2 separate regions of the Sus scrofa genome follow, and region 1 is linked to region 2. Evidence: chromatin contacts called from public Hi-C data. All regions are on one chromosome and are shown on one strand. The core of a region is the stretch at or near the end of the contact, and the rest is flanking DNA. Distances in the headings are between cores, read along the strand shown.

What was found. Hi-C and Micro-C count contacts between places; a contact is called where the count stands out from the background.
Region 1: a Hi-C map of liver shows a contact between it and region 2, with 7 times the contacts expected there. The contact joins two enhancer-like sites. A contact is called at or near these places in 1 of 47 Hi-C or Micro-C datasets (liver) and 1 of 2 datasets of contacts at active chromatin or transcription factors (alveolar macrophages).

What each region holds. Positions count from the first base shown.
Region 1 is chr17:44,328,210-44,334,815 of Sscrofa11.1, reverse strand. It overlaps LOC110257407 (a long non-coding RNA gene), which reads right to left. Exons shown (of 4, transcript XR_002339966.1): 1 at 3,087-6,606; 2 at 1,971-2,130; 3 at 975-1,137. Among named protein-coding and RNA genes, the nearest start is that of CHD6, 66 kb to the right of the region's middle. Within about 2 kb of position 3,400, at least 57 of the 83 cell types and tissues checked have an H3K27ac peak or open chromatin away from gene starts, as enhancers often do. A contact at or near this core is called in alveolar macrophages and liver, where this site is marked.
Region 2 is chr17:43,986,210-43,993,386 of Sscrofa11.1, reverse strand. No RefSeq gene overlaps it. Among named protein-coding and RNA genes, the nearest start is that of LPIN3, 3.9 kb to the left of the region's middle. Within about 2 kb of position 4,141, at least 47 of the 83 cell types and tissues checked have an H3K27ac peak or open chromatin away from gene starts, as enhancers often do. A contact at or near this core is called in alveolar macrophages and liver, where this site is marked.

The DNA of each region.
Region 1 (6,606 bases), core at 2,151-4,650, 340 kb before region 2:
TGAGACTCATAACTGCCAGAATAGAAACCTCCCTGATTTTTCAGAGAAGTGGGAAGGGGAGGGGTGGTGAATGGAAGAGGGAGACCAAAACAGGTCTCTGTACTTTGTCAGGGAATTGAGACTGCTGGGAATTATAGAAACTCCAGGCAGGGCTAAGGAGCAGGTGATTCAATGGCTGGAATTTGACATGATTTATTAGAATCCGAAGAAGCCAAAAAACAGCAAAGACCTGGCAAATGAAGAAGGTATTGGCAGTGGAAGAGTTAAGTGAAGGTTGTTAGAAAAACTAAACAAGGAAAATAGACCTAATGCAGGGAGAAGATCACTTGAATCATCTGAAAGGTACTTGATATGGGTTGACTGCAGATGTAACCAGCCTTTTTTTTTTTTTTTTGCCATTTCTTCGGCTGCTTCCTCGGCATATGGAGGTTCCCAGGCTAGGGGTCCAATCGGAGCTGTAGCCACCGGCCTATGCCAGAGCCACAGCAACGCGGGATCCAAGCCACATCTGCAACCTACACCACAGCTCACAGCAATGCAGGATCCTTAACCCACTGAGCAAGGCCAGGGATCGAACCCACCACCTCGTGGTTCCTAGTCGGGTTCTTTAACCACTGCGCCACGACGGGAACTCCACCAGCCATTTTTTAAGACTTCACATTAACCAGAGGAAGAAGCTTAGAGTCTAATGTTTTTGTTTTACTATGAGAAAACTGAGGCCCAGAGGCACTGAACACCTGGTCTAAGGTCATAGAGCCTGTTACTTACAGGTCCAGGATGACTCTGAGACCAGTCCTTGTTCCCCAGAACCACACTGCCTTTAACCATATATAGCAGGTGCTCATTTGAGCTTTCACTTTGCACTCAAGGTTTCAAAATAAAAATTCAGTTTGTCACACACACACACACACACACACACACACACACACACACAAATGCTGGATCCAGCATGTTTCCAAGGAATTATTACTCACCGGTTTTGCAGCTGCCTCTTGGCACATCCACAAAGGGTCAGGGTGGAGGAGGTGGTTATCAAACATTGGTTTCACTAACCTTCACTGGATGACAAATGCCATTAGTCCAAAATGATAGGAAGAGATTTTTGAAGCCAATCGCAGAAGCTGAGAGAGCTCCAGCCTGGGAAAGAGAAGAGAAGTTCATTTATTCACAGCGCTAACCTAGCATCTGCTCTAGGCCAGGCTCTGGGCAGAACACTGAGGGGACAGGATCAGCAAGGCACTGGCCATATCCAGGAGCCATGTACATTGCACTTGTCTGTACCCAGATGTGTGTTCTTGGGCACAGCCTGAGCTGCAGCTAAGGTATAGCTTGGATCTGGAGGATCCCTGAAGATGTGGCCCCAGGGTCTGAAGTTTTAGGTTGAGCTGTCTTGGGAACAGCCTAGAGTCAGGAAGCTACCATCTAAGCAGGCCTTGAGATATTACCATATCAGACAGTGCAGAGACAGAAGAGCTTCAGCATCTCAGAGAGATCTATTGGACAGCATTGGCCAAGAGCATCCTTGCCTGGATTTTCTGCCTCTTACCAGTTCTTCTAGGCCCTTCGAAAACTGACATAAGCAAGGAGAGGTATGAGTCACTGGTTTCTGGAAGGGGCAGAGCTCCCTGGCTGTTCCAGATCTGATATCCTCAGAGGTACAAATGGCCCTTCTGAGACAGAGGACATTTGAAGATCAGTTCCTTAATCTTTTCAGATGTCTATGCCAGTAAATGGTGCCAGAATAGGGCCCAGGGAAGTAGAGGAAGTAGCAGAGGGCTCAACTTTCAAGGTCAGAAAGATCTAGGTTCCTATTCCAGATTCCCCATGACTAGTGGGGTGATCCTTAAACAAGTCTTTGGGTACCAGTTTTCCTGCCGGCAAAAGAGAAGCCAAGACCCACAAATGTTATGAGGACTAGATGAGACAGTGGATGAGACAATGCCTGGCCAAGAAAAGAGCAGATTTCTTACCCATGCCTTCTGGCCCTTTGAGATGCTAATCTCCTCTGCCATGAATAGGAGCCACGGGTCATCTTCTCATCAGGTACCAGGTGGAGGCTAGCGATGGCTAGCTCTTTCACTCATTCTCTCAATAGATATTTAATCTGAAAATACTGCCTGGCCTCATGTCCTGCATCACAGAGAGAGAGAAAACAAGTTCCCGAGAGGAGGCATTCCCTGTCTCATGGTAGAGCTTGGTAAGCAAACCCATAATTAAAAAGCCAGGGTACCAGAAGTGAGTTGAGAGTGTACAGAGGGAACAGCACAAAGGAGGTGATATTCTGGCCAAGCCAGGGAAGATGAATAGAATTTTGTCTGTTCAGCAAGCATACTGAAGAAGGCATGAGAAGCAGAGGAAACAGCATTTGCCAAAAAGGGAGACTAGGAAGCAAAGTCTAGTTCTGAAGGTCCTTGAGCACTAGGCCTAAGGAGTCTGACTTGTAGGGGACGCCAAGCCTCTAAAGGGAGTAAAATAATATTTGAGCTACGAAAAGATTTCTATATAACCAGTATGGGATGGCTTAGAAGAAAGATAACTGGAGAAAGGAAGGCCAACCTCAATTTGCTCCAGTCTCTCCCTACCTCACTATCCTCCAGTCACAGGAAATTCTCAGTTCCTTGACTAATAAAATACTAACTTGTTTCCCACTTCAGGGCCTTTGCACTTGCTGTTGCCTCTGCCTGGATTATTCTTCTCCTGGAGCTTTTTTATCAGCTTTCAGGTCTTAAACCAAACATTTCTTCCTTTCCCTAATCTCTCCATTTCACTTATGGCTCCCTCCATTATTCTATCTTTAACAATCAGTTTCTTTTTTCTATTCACTACAATTTGAAATTTTATTCTTATTTATGTTATATAATCAATGTCTGTCTCCTGACCCCTCCCCTATTAGACTGTAAACTCCACGAGGGTGGAGTCATGTCTGGCCCATTCAACACTGCATCCCCAGCACCCAGCACCCAGCACCAAGCACAATGTCTGGCACTCAGCACACTCTCAATAAATGCAGGATAGATGAGACTGTCCAAATAGCCAGAATAACGGTGGTTAAGGGAGTAGAAGAGAAACTAAGAAAAGGAGACTACCATCACACGACGTGGACATCACGTTTGAGACAACAATCAGATTTAGTTTCGATTGTACTGAGTTCCGACTACACTACTAGCTATATAGTCTTCATCCACCCTCAGTTTTCCAACCCGTAAAATGAGGGCAATACCCCTGCAGCTAAGCAGAACAAATGTCCCGCCAAGGCAGAAACAATAGGGTTAGGGGACAGCCGTGACAGCCCCGAAGACCAGCTACCCACTGAAAAGAGCTGGAAGAACAGCTGTCGCTCCCTAGGGGCGGAAGTCACTGCCCGATGCAAGTCCTGGCATAAAATGGATCCCCCGTATACGCAGCGCCATGATTCTTTGCACCCTCACAATGCATCCGATGAGCAGCAAGAGCCGGGGGGTAATTTGGGGCCGTTATCGTTCCTTTCTTTTAAAATAGGGTGCCCCATTTCTCAACAAATTTCTCTAAAAATTGCTTAATCAAAATCTATGCTTGGAGAACTCCAGGACTACGGGATTGAAGGGAAATTCCCGTTTGGGACAACTCGGAGGTAGATGAGTGGATGCTCCGACGCAGCGCCACCTGCTGGCGGGGAGGAGCCAGTGTGGAAGATCTGCCGCGCCCCTCCTCTTCCCACTAGTTCCCGTTGCACTCCAACCCGCAGGACTGGGAGAGACGCGGCCGGACGCGGAGGCCCTCGAGTTACTGCATTTCCCAGAGACCTCTGCCCAAAAGGAGGGGCCGCGGCGGCTTGGTTTCCCCGCCTCCACAGAGCGGGATGTTTTAATCCTGGAGGTATCTGTCCTCCTGGCGCCTGCTGAGGTCCACGTGAATACTGGACAAGCCCAGCACTGCCTCCAGAAATCACCGGGAAGAAATCAGGGCGAAGTAATCAGGGCCGCAAGACCCTATGGGAAAAGTAGTTTCCAAAAATATTTCTGGGAAATAGTGGAAGGGAGGCTGCAAGGTTTGATAGCCAATTAGGGCCGGACTCGGGGGTTGTCACGTGACCTGCGCAGTCCGCTGCCCAGGGGCTTCAGCTCGGGCTTTGGCTTCGCCTGCGCTGCGGGAGGGTGGAGTGCCCTGCTGTGGTCTGAGCTGCTGCCGCCGCCTCGACTCCTCAACTGGTCTTCTCTTTCCCTGAGCAGCCCTTGCTGGCCAATCACAGCACCGACCGTATATTTGCATGTATTTGAACTTGGCTTTGCAGGACCTCGCCAACCTTTTCTCCTACCTTGGCCTCTGCAGCAGCCAAATTGAGGAGTTCGACTTGCTTCAAAGTTTTGCTGGATAAATCATTCATCAGTTGTTGGTGCGCCTCATCTTTAGGGACCTTTTTCACGCTCTGTTCTCATTTGGCTACTTTGTCTTCATCCATCACCTTGCCGCCTCAAAAACTTAAGTCCCGGAACCCATCTTTTTTAAGAACCCATCTCTTTTTCGGTATCGGCCTCCTCTAATTTCATATACCTCAAAGACTCAAATGAATGTTAAGTAACACATAAGGAATGAAATAGGAAATAGAAAAAAGCGTGGCAAAGACGCTAAATTGCTATAAGTTAAAAGTTTTAAAGGAACTCAGCAAGTTAAAGTTTTTTAAAAAGCATGCTGTTGGAAAGAGTACGTGTTTCTGATAGAAAAACAGCCGTTGGCTGTGTTTTGCTAGGCTTCCAGAAAAATTAAAAGATTATACCACCAAAAGTCCCTTGAGAAGTGGCAGGTGTAAGAGGATCCTGGAAATCAGTAAGTAATTTGGTTTCAAAAATGGCATTTTTAAAAAGTTTTTTTCATGAGGGGGAAAGGAAATCCAAAACACATTTGTGGGCCTCTAATAGCAGTGCTGTAGCTTAGAGACAGAATCCCAGGTAAACTGGGAACCCGCTGTCACAAAGTCCATTAAGAAGACTTTGGAGCCCTAGGTGGAGACCACACACAGCCTGAAACTTCTCGGGGAGTGTGCTGCCAGACACTGAAGGGGAGATTTGGTTTGATTGTGTTCTCTTACTGTCATGATGTTTTTTTAATTTACATCTTTCTCATCTCCTACAGCATAAGGTTCATTTGTCCTATAAAAGGTCTATGAAATACCTTAAGCCCTATCTAGTCTTTTTACATACCATATGATATTTTTGATAAAGAAAAGCACCAAACTGGTCAATTAACAGTTAACTGGAAAGGATATTGCTCTGAAAGCAATCCAATTTATTAGGCGTCTGTATGTCAATCACCTGATTCTAGATTTAAAGACTTGCTGTTTACCAACAGGAAATTTCAGCTACATTTGCATGTGTCTCTAGGGGAAATGCCTGCAGAGAATAGCCACATCTTTATATGCAAGGTAAATATCCGAATCAAATAAAACAATTCTGGAGAACCCAAGCTGGACATTAATATTTTAGGAGTAAAGTACAAGATCTCCAATGAACAAGAAAACTTATACATTGTAGAAAAAAAAAATCACATAGATATCTGTTGACTTAAAAAAATATGCACAATATAAAAGTCAAGAATTAAGTTGTATTTGGGACAAAATGAAGACTATAGCTTGGGAGGCAGTATTTCAGATAGCTCTGAAAAACCACTCCGAAGAGGTAGGGGGGAAGGTCAGTATAGATGTGATTTTGGTGAAGGGGGAGGTACGTGCACTCAAGCACATACATTTTGCAGAAGATTTCTGCTGGTCTTGTAAAGTTTACTGCTAGTCACGAGGGGCAGACGTCATTGTGAAAGATTTTTGTGCTTTTCTAGATATGAGGAGGTGCAAGAATTGGGCTCATAAAATCTCCGCCTGAAAATATCTAACTATCTGAAGACCTGTTTTGCCAGTTTTCCAAAGCCTCACTCCTGATCTCCACCCTGAACTCCTTTCAGGGCGTATTGAGTTGTCAGCAGCTGCAGTGGTTCATGATTCAATCCCTGTAGAGGCAGGTGGCAAGTGATGATCTCCAGTTCACATATCAATTGTCATTAAGGTAGAGCAATGCATCTCAGACTGTTTATTCAGGCCTGGTGTGGTTGGCTGGTTGGTTGGTTTCAATGCATTGTACACCAATACTTGTGTAAGTAAGAGTTTATTTCTAGAAAAAAATGGAATTATAATGAACTATAAAATACCAAGTACTAGCCCCATTTTTTAATGATTAGGTTGAACATGCATTAAAATCACCTTAAAATTGCTATAAAAGTTTCCAAGCACTCAGACTCAATTCTATGTTTAATCTTAAAATGGAGAGCTTTCAGAAGCAAATCACATATTACTCCCTGGCTCAAACTTTCGTTATTTTTGTAATATGGACTTGTATTGTCAACAGATGAATATGCTGCAATTCATTTACCCATTGTCCTGATAATAGACATTTGGATTTTCCCCCCTTTTTTTATTATTACAACAATATTGCAACGAACGTTCTTGTAACTGCCTCTTCATGCGCAAGTGCAAGACCTTTGTGATTCACATAGTGAAAATGCTGGGCTGGAGGATGTAGGCATCTTTGCTTTTAGGTGTTGCATGGTCTCCAAAGTGCTTATACCAATTGACACCCCAAC
Region 2 (7,177 bases), core at 2,892-5,391:
GGCAGCCTGAAGCTAGATCATGCCCAGGGCCCTGCTGGGTAATAGGCGACAGTCCTGAAAGCTGATCTCTTTCCAGGAAGTGGAAAGGAGGGAGCCTCTCTTTCCATCTGAGAAATGGGTTCAGCTGTCTTGCTGCCTCCTGGTCCTAGGAGTTGGGAGGGGCCTTGCTGGGCCTTGGTGGCTGATCTGTGGGGGGAACCTAAAGCTCTGCCCACCTCTCAGCTGCTTGACATAGGGCATCCCCTATAGGTGGACCCAAACTCCAAAGCCCTTCTCAGTTTCCCTGAGATGTGTGGGAAGCCCATCCATGGCCACAACATGACCCCAGTGTCTCTAGGTCATAGTTCTCAGCCCCGACTCCCACTCCCAGACCTGCATTCAGGCCTTGGACTGGCCCCTGGTTCATCAAAGCTGTTCCTACTTCCCCAAGCCAGACAGACCAGTCCCTCCAGCTCTCCCACACCAGGCAGAGCCCTGGGTGAGCCAGAGGCAGCTGGGTGAGTCAGAGGCAGGAGGCTGTAGCAGCTGCAGAGAAGAACCAGGGCCATGATGAGAGCCACCTCTGTGCTAGCATGCTGCCACCCCGCCAGTTCCGGCTCATCGCCCCTTCCCTGTGGGCCATTCTACTGCCCCTCTGGCTTCCAGGACCCAGGCTGTCCCACAGGAGCACTTCCCTCTGCTCCAGCACCAGAACTGCTGGAGGTCTGCCTGCCACACAAGATCACCCCCCAAAGAAGTCAAGTGACTTGTCCAAACCCTATTAAGATGATGGGGGGAGGGAGCGATGACTCATAGCCTGGTTTCCTGACTCCATACCACGCTTCCTTCCACTCCATGGGCCCCAAAGCACACCACAGTTGTCTTCAGAGAGGGCCGCCCAGCCGCAGCCCACCTCTACACAGTCTTGTAACGCCTCACCACTCAAATGCGGTCCAGGGCCCAGCATCACCTGGGAGCTGGTTAGAAACAGAGCTTGGAGTTGTGGCTTAGCCAATTAAGAATCTGACTAGTATCCACAAGGATGCAGGTTCGATCCCTGGCTTCACTTAGTGGGTTAAGGATCTGGTGTTGCCTCAAGCTTCAGCATAAGTTGCAGATGGAGCTCAGATCTGGTGTTGCTGTGGCTGTGGTATAGGCTGGCGGCTACAGCTCTGATTTGATCCCTAGCCTGGGAACCTCCATATGCTGTAGGTGCGGCCCTAAAAAGCAAACCCCCCCCAAAACAGAGAGTTTCAAAATGTAAGGTCTCATGAGAATTGCTAAATGGGATAAAATAGAACTCTTTGGATCCCTAAAATGTCACTCAGATTGAATAAATCTTTTATCTGCAAAGCACCTGCTATGTGCCAGGTGAAAATTCCTACTTTGGTTTCTCCATCCCACCCAAGTCTGAATATGGGTCTGAGGAGACAGACCAACTGACAAGGAGAGATGTGTGGTGGGCAGGGCTTTAGACCATTGTGCCCAGGAAATGCAGAGAAGATTCCAGAAGCTTCTGGGGATAAAGGAGCAAGCATAGGAGGGGCACCCTAGATGTGGGGACAAAGATCTGCCCAGTTGGATTCCCAAGCCTGAGCTCTCTGCCCTGCTGAGGGCCAAAGAACTGGTGGTGGGCAGGTGGGGAGGCAAGTGCGGGGTGGGGGGCAGGCTCAGCTTCCCCTCATCCAGAGTTTCTCAGTTTCAGCATCACTGCTGTCTGGGGCTGGATAATTCTTTGTTGCGGGGTTGGCGGCAAGTGCTGTAAAATGTTTAGCAGCCTTCCTGGTCTACCCGCTAGTGGCCAAGTAGCACCCTCTCTCCAGCTGTGACCACCACATCGTCTCCAAACTTTGTCGAATGTCCCCTGGGGGACAAAACTGCCCCCATGTGAGAGCCACTGAAGTAGAAAGGGCTGAAGGGCAGAGGTGGAACCTGGGTCCTACTCTGTTCTACCCATGGAATGTCCTCAGGCAAGGTAACTTGCCGGCCCCAGCTTCCCCTTCTAGGAAACAAGGCCAGGACTCCTCAGATCCTTCTCAGCTCTGCTGTCATGGAAGCCAAGAATTCATTCCTCCGCTTGTTCTCCCCCCTCAGCAAGTGGAGGCCCCCATCTCTGCCTGCTCAGCATTTGGGTGGGGAGGTGGGAAGGGAACTCCTGTGAGCCAAGCCTGGGCTCCTCCCCTCTACCTGTGCCCATCCCTGAAGGCGTCGCCCATCCCAGGACCAGCTCTGCCTCCTCAGTCTGCTCCAGAGGGAGGCGAGCTCTGCTTGGCTCCCCTATGGTGCCTTTCACCCCCAAACTAACATGTCTAGAATCTAACACCTCATCTTTTCCTGGGGGACCTGGTCAGGTGAATTCCTCCAAGGATTCAGGGATACCCTCCCTCCCAAGCCCTCTGCATCCTGTTCCCCAATTTCCTGCTCATCCAGCCCCTCCTCTCACCTTCTGCTGTCCTAGGGCAATGCTTTATTACCAATGCCCACATCCTGGGTGGCAGCGGACTGTCCGGATTCTTTTTTGCTTTTAGGGCCACACTTGCCGCTTACAGAAGTTCCCAGGCTAAGGGTCGAATTGGAACTCTAGCCACCGGCCTGCGCCACAGCCACAGCCACAGGCACATGGTTTCCAAGCCATGTCTGTGACCTACACCACAGCTCACAGCAATGCCGGATCCCTAACCCCGTGAGCTAGGACAGGGGTCAAACCTCATGAATACTAGTCGGGTTTGTTAATGGCTGCACCACGACAGGAACTCCCAACTGTCTGGATTCTAATCCCTTCTCTGACATTAGCTGTGACCTTGGGCAAGTCACTTCACTTCTCTAAGCCTGGGTTTCAGCCTCTGAAATGGGGATAACATAAGGGGTGCATGAGTAATTGAGGACATAATGTGTGTAAAGCAGCGGCACACAGTCAATGCCCACCCGCACCGCCCATCAGGAGCAGCATTATTCTTGGAATCTTTACAGCCCCACTCACACAGGCTAGTCCTGAGGGCACTACAGGTCAGACTCCAGTGCACTGCCCCTGCCCTACCTTGACCATTTAGACTTCTTAACTTGGCATTCAAGGCCCTGCACCCAATGCCTGTTTGCTCCAGACAGGCCTCACAGTCCACTCTGGGTGCATCCACACACCTCCCAGGCCTGCAGACAACCCCACCACAGGGAAGGTGGAACAAGCTGCCCTGGATGTGAGGCCTCAGCCTTTCTGGGCTCCCAGATTCAGGGAGGGGTATGGGTGCGGCCCTCTATCTAGGACCAGAGAGGGGAGCAGCAGGAAAAGCCCTGCCATGGTCCTGGAAGGGAGAACGCTCCACCCAGGATTGTCAGCACCCTTCACCGCTGCTGCGTCTGCCCTGTCCAGTCTCCCGGCAGGAGACTGCAACTGAGGACATTCAGTAGCAGAGAGGATGGGTGTCTTCCCCAAAGTCACAGTCAGCCTGGGGTGAAGCTGGGGTGATACTCTTCTTTCCTTTTTTTTTTTTTTTTTCTTTTTTTTTGGTCTTTTTGTCTTTTTAGGGCCACACCTACAGCATGTGGAGGTTCCCAGGCTAGGGGTCGAATCAGAACTACAGCTGCTGGCCTACACCACAACCACAGCAAAGCAGGATCAGAGCCACATCCGCGACGTACACCACAGCTCACCACATCGCTGGATCTTTAACCCCCGGAGCGATACCAGGGACCGAACCTGTGTCCTCATGGATACTAGTCAGATTCGTTTCTACAGAGCCAGGACGGAACTCCGATACTTTTCTTCTCAGAGGTTTTCACATGGCATTTTCTCCTGATCCCACATTCTGAATGTCCGGGGGCCTCGCAGCCACTGGGTAGGGGAGAGGGGTGAAGTCAGGCCGGCCCCTCCACCCTGGAGCTCCCTTCTGATGGCTAGATCAGGTCCGGGCCTGGCAGGGCAGATGGGCGGGGCAGGGGAGGGGTACTTCGTCTCTGGCCCTGGTTGGGCCCTACCTGGGGAGCTGCCCACTGGACCTCCGGACCCCGAGCCGCGGCCTCTACCTGAGTGCACAGGGTCAGCGCGTAAGTGTCTTCGGCACTGCCCTCACCAGGCACTTCCGGCTCCTCTCGGACTGGGTGAGATCCCGGTTCCGCCCCTTCCATGAGCCAAGGGCGGCCTCCGCTGGTCCCAATCCGTCTAGACTCCACCCTCCGAAGAGAGCCCGCCCCGCCCAGTCCCCCCTCCCCCTCGCCGCCGGCCTGGGACGCCCTTTCACCTATAGAAGCTGGGGCCCCGCCAGGCCCCGGGCCCCGCCCACTCCGGCTCGGGCTCCAGCCGGCCGCGCCCCAGCGTTCCTGGACGGAAAGTCTCAGAGGCCTGTCGCCGGCCCCACCTCCGGGAGCGGCGGGAAAGCGGGGACTTTCGAAAGCTACAGACCAAAGAAAGCCTCCTCGGCTTTGCGGGAAATTCTTTCCCCAGTCTAAGTCGACTTTCGGCAAGGGAGAGCCACCTTGCAGGATTTTCGAAAGTACATGGAATGACTTTGTGAGGCACCTGGCGCTCCAATGTCCCCTCCTGGGAGCAGCTTTGACACCCAACCCCACCTCCCAAGCTGGACTGGACCCCGTATCATACACTCACATATCCCATGTGGAATTTCATATTTGTTTGAATAACTGTTTGGTTATTGTCTGCCTCTTTGAATTTGTACTCCCTGAGAGCTGGTTGCGTTCATCTTACACCCCAGCGTCCAGTTCAGTGCCTAACATACAGCAGGAGCTCAATAAATGCCCACTCTCCATTCCATCCAGCGAATCACACTGGTAGAGTGGAAGCGGGGGCAATACTTCCATCGGCCAGATGAGGGCAGGCGATGACCAGTCTTCTGGCTCAGCTGAGCAGCCTCTCTGCTGGCAGGCGCCAGGAGGGGAACAGGTGAGCCCCGACGCGGGAAGATTTGAAGAATCGATGGGCCCACAAACCACGTGTGTGGCTTGGGCCAGGGGACGGTTTTATCCTTTGGATCTATGGCTCGCGGCTTGTCCCGGATCAAAGGCGTCTCCAGAAACCTGTAAGGATATAGTCTCTGCTAAGAGGATGATGTGAGAAAGGTCAGGAGGTGAGGGAGTTTGCAGTAAAAGAGGGAGGGATCCCAGGAAAAGTTTAGAGGGTTGGGGCACAATCAATGGCAAAGAACCAGGCTTAGAAAGTACTGGGTGATGGGGAGTACTGGGTGGTGGAAAGGTGGCTGCTATTGTTCTGTGACTCAGGATGACAAGACCTGGCTGGAAGTGACAGTCCTCAGGGGTCCTTGCTTTAGCAAAAGTCATATGGTGTCAGTCCTGAAGCCAGGCGGTGTCTGGCTGGTATCTCAGAAGAGCCTGTTGGGAGTAGAGCTATCTCAAGGGGCCAGAGGGCAGAGCCATGCCACTAACGTGGCTGTGGAAGCATGTTGTATATGACCACGATTATTCAATGGCAAAACACCAGAAACATCAGGAATGCCTCCAGGGAGCCTGGGAAGGAAGGATCAGAGTTTATGGCTGCAGATGCTGCAGTAACTCTACCACTTTGAGCCTCAGTTTCCTCATCTGTAAGATGGAGATAAAAATCTACCTTGCAGGATTGTATTGTGAGGATCAAATAGGATGAACGAAATCAGTGGCTCTCAACCTTGACTGCACATTGAAATCACATGCCCTTGGCAAATATTGATGCCTGGGTACGGAAATTAAAAAAAAAAATTCTCCACGTGATTGTAATGTGCAGCCAAGGCTGAGAACTCTGGAGCTAAATAAAACTGAACACAGCGCAGGGCACACACTCGGTGTTCAACTGTTTATCACATTAAGAAAAATGGAGCACAAGTTGTTTTTATTGATTAGAGAAAAAAAAGTTGATATAAAGGTTTTTGCAGACATTGGATTTCTGACAGGCTTGTTTCCGGAACGATGCATCATCTGGGATTTGATGATTCTGGGGGTGGGGAAGGCAGAAGCAGCCTCTGGTAGTATGACTTGTCCTAACACCCAACTGCGATGAACGAGGCAGGGAACCACCCTGTTCTAGCTTGTGGTTTATGTCACCATCTCCAAGGTGTCCACTGAGCATGGAAGCAGCATGAGCGCTTGTGTCTGTCCATTTCTGGGGTTAAGGATAGAGGCAATGTTCTCTTCTCCCTTGATACTCTCCACTGCTTGTTTTTTGAAGAACCCATCAGTGTAGGTGGCACCTCCTTCTTTATGGAACTTGGTCGCCATATGTGCTTTAAGTCACAGACCCAAGGATTATTCACTGTGCTCCACTACTTTCTTGCTGGGTAAAAACTGGCATGAAGTGGGAGGACCCTGAAGCTGTGACCACTTGTCATGGGCAGCACTGGGGGCTCCGATGAAGGTGGGGAGAGAGGCAGAGGAAACCGCACTTGCTGCCTCCAGGATCCAGGCTTTGGGTTGGGCCCTGGGCAGTTGATGTTTGGCCAGGATGGTCAGATTTAGCAAATAAAGGATGCCCAATTAAACTAGAATTGTAGATAAATAGCAAAAAAAATTTTAGTGTAAGCTGTCCCATGCAATATTTAGAATATACTAAGAAATTGTTCATTAACATCTGAAATTCCAATTTAACTGGATATCTTTTTTTTTTTTTTTTTTTTTTTTAATTTGTTAGAGCTGGTGTCCCCGTGCCTGGCCAAACAGCCAAGGAGGACCCAGCACATGGGGTTTGCTGCTGGCCACAGCCTCCTGCCTAATGTTGCCACATTCAGCTTCCACTTGTCACTGCCCTGCTCCAGAACTATGTGTGGCTCCTAGATGCTTCCAGAGAGCAGTGTGGACTCCCTGGCTGCTGTGCTGGGCCTTGCTCTTCTGCCAGGCCAGCTGCCCTGCTTGGGCCTTTTCCCACCTCTGTCCCTGCTCGTGTTTTCCCTGCCTGGAATGTCTCCTGCTCACTCCCGGTAACAATTGCAAACACTTACTGAGCACCTACTGGGTGCAGGCAACATGCTGTGTTTTTCATCTGCATTGTCTCATTAGATTATCACAAAACCTAGCACAGTAGGGACAGTAGTTATCCTATTTTGCCAATGAAGAAGCTGATGCTCTAAGATACGATTTTTTAATTTTCATTTTTATTTTATTTATTTATTGTCTTTCTAGGGCCGCAGCCACAGCATATGGAAGTTCCCAGGCTAGGGGTCTAATCGAAGCTGCAACTGCCAGCCTACACCTCAGCCACAGC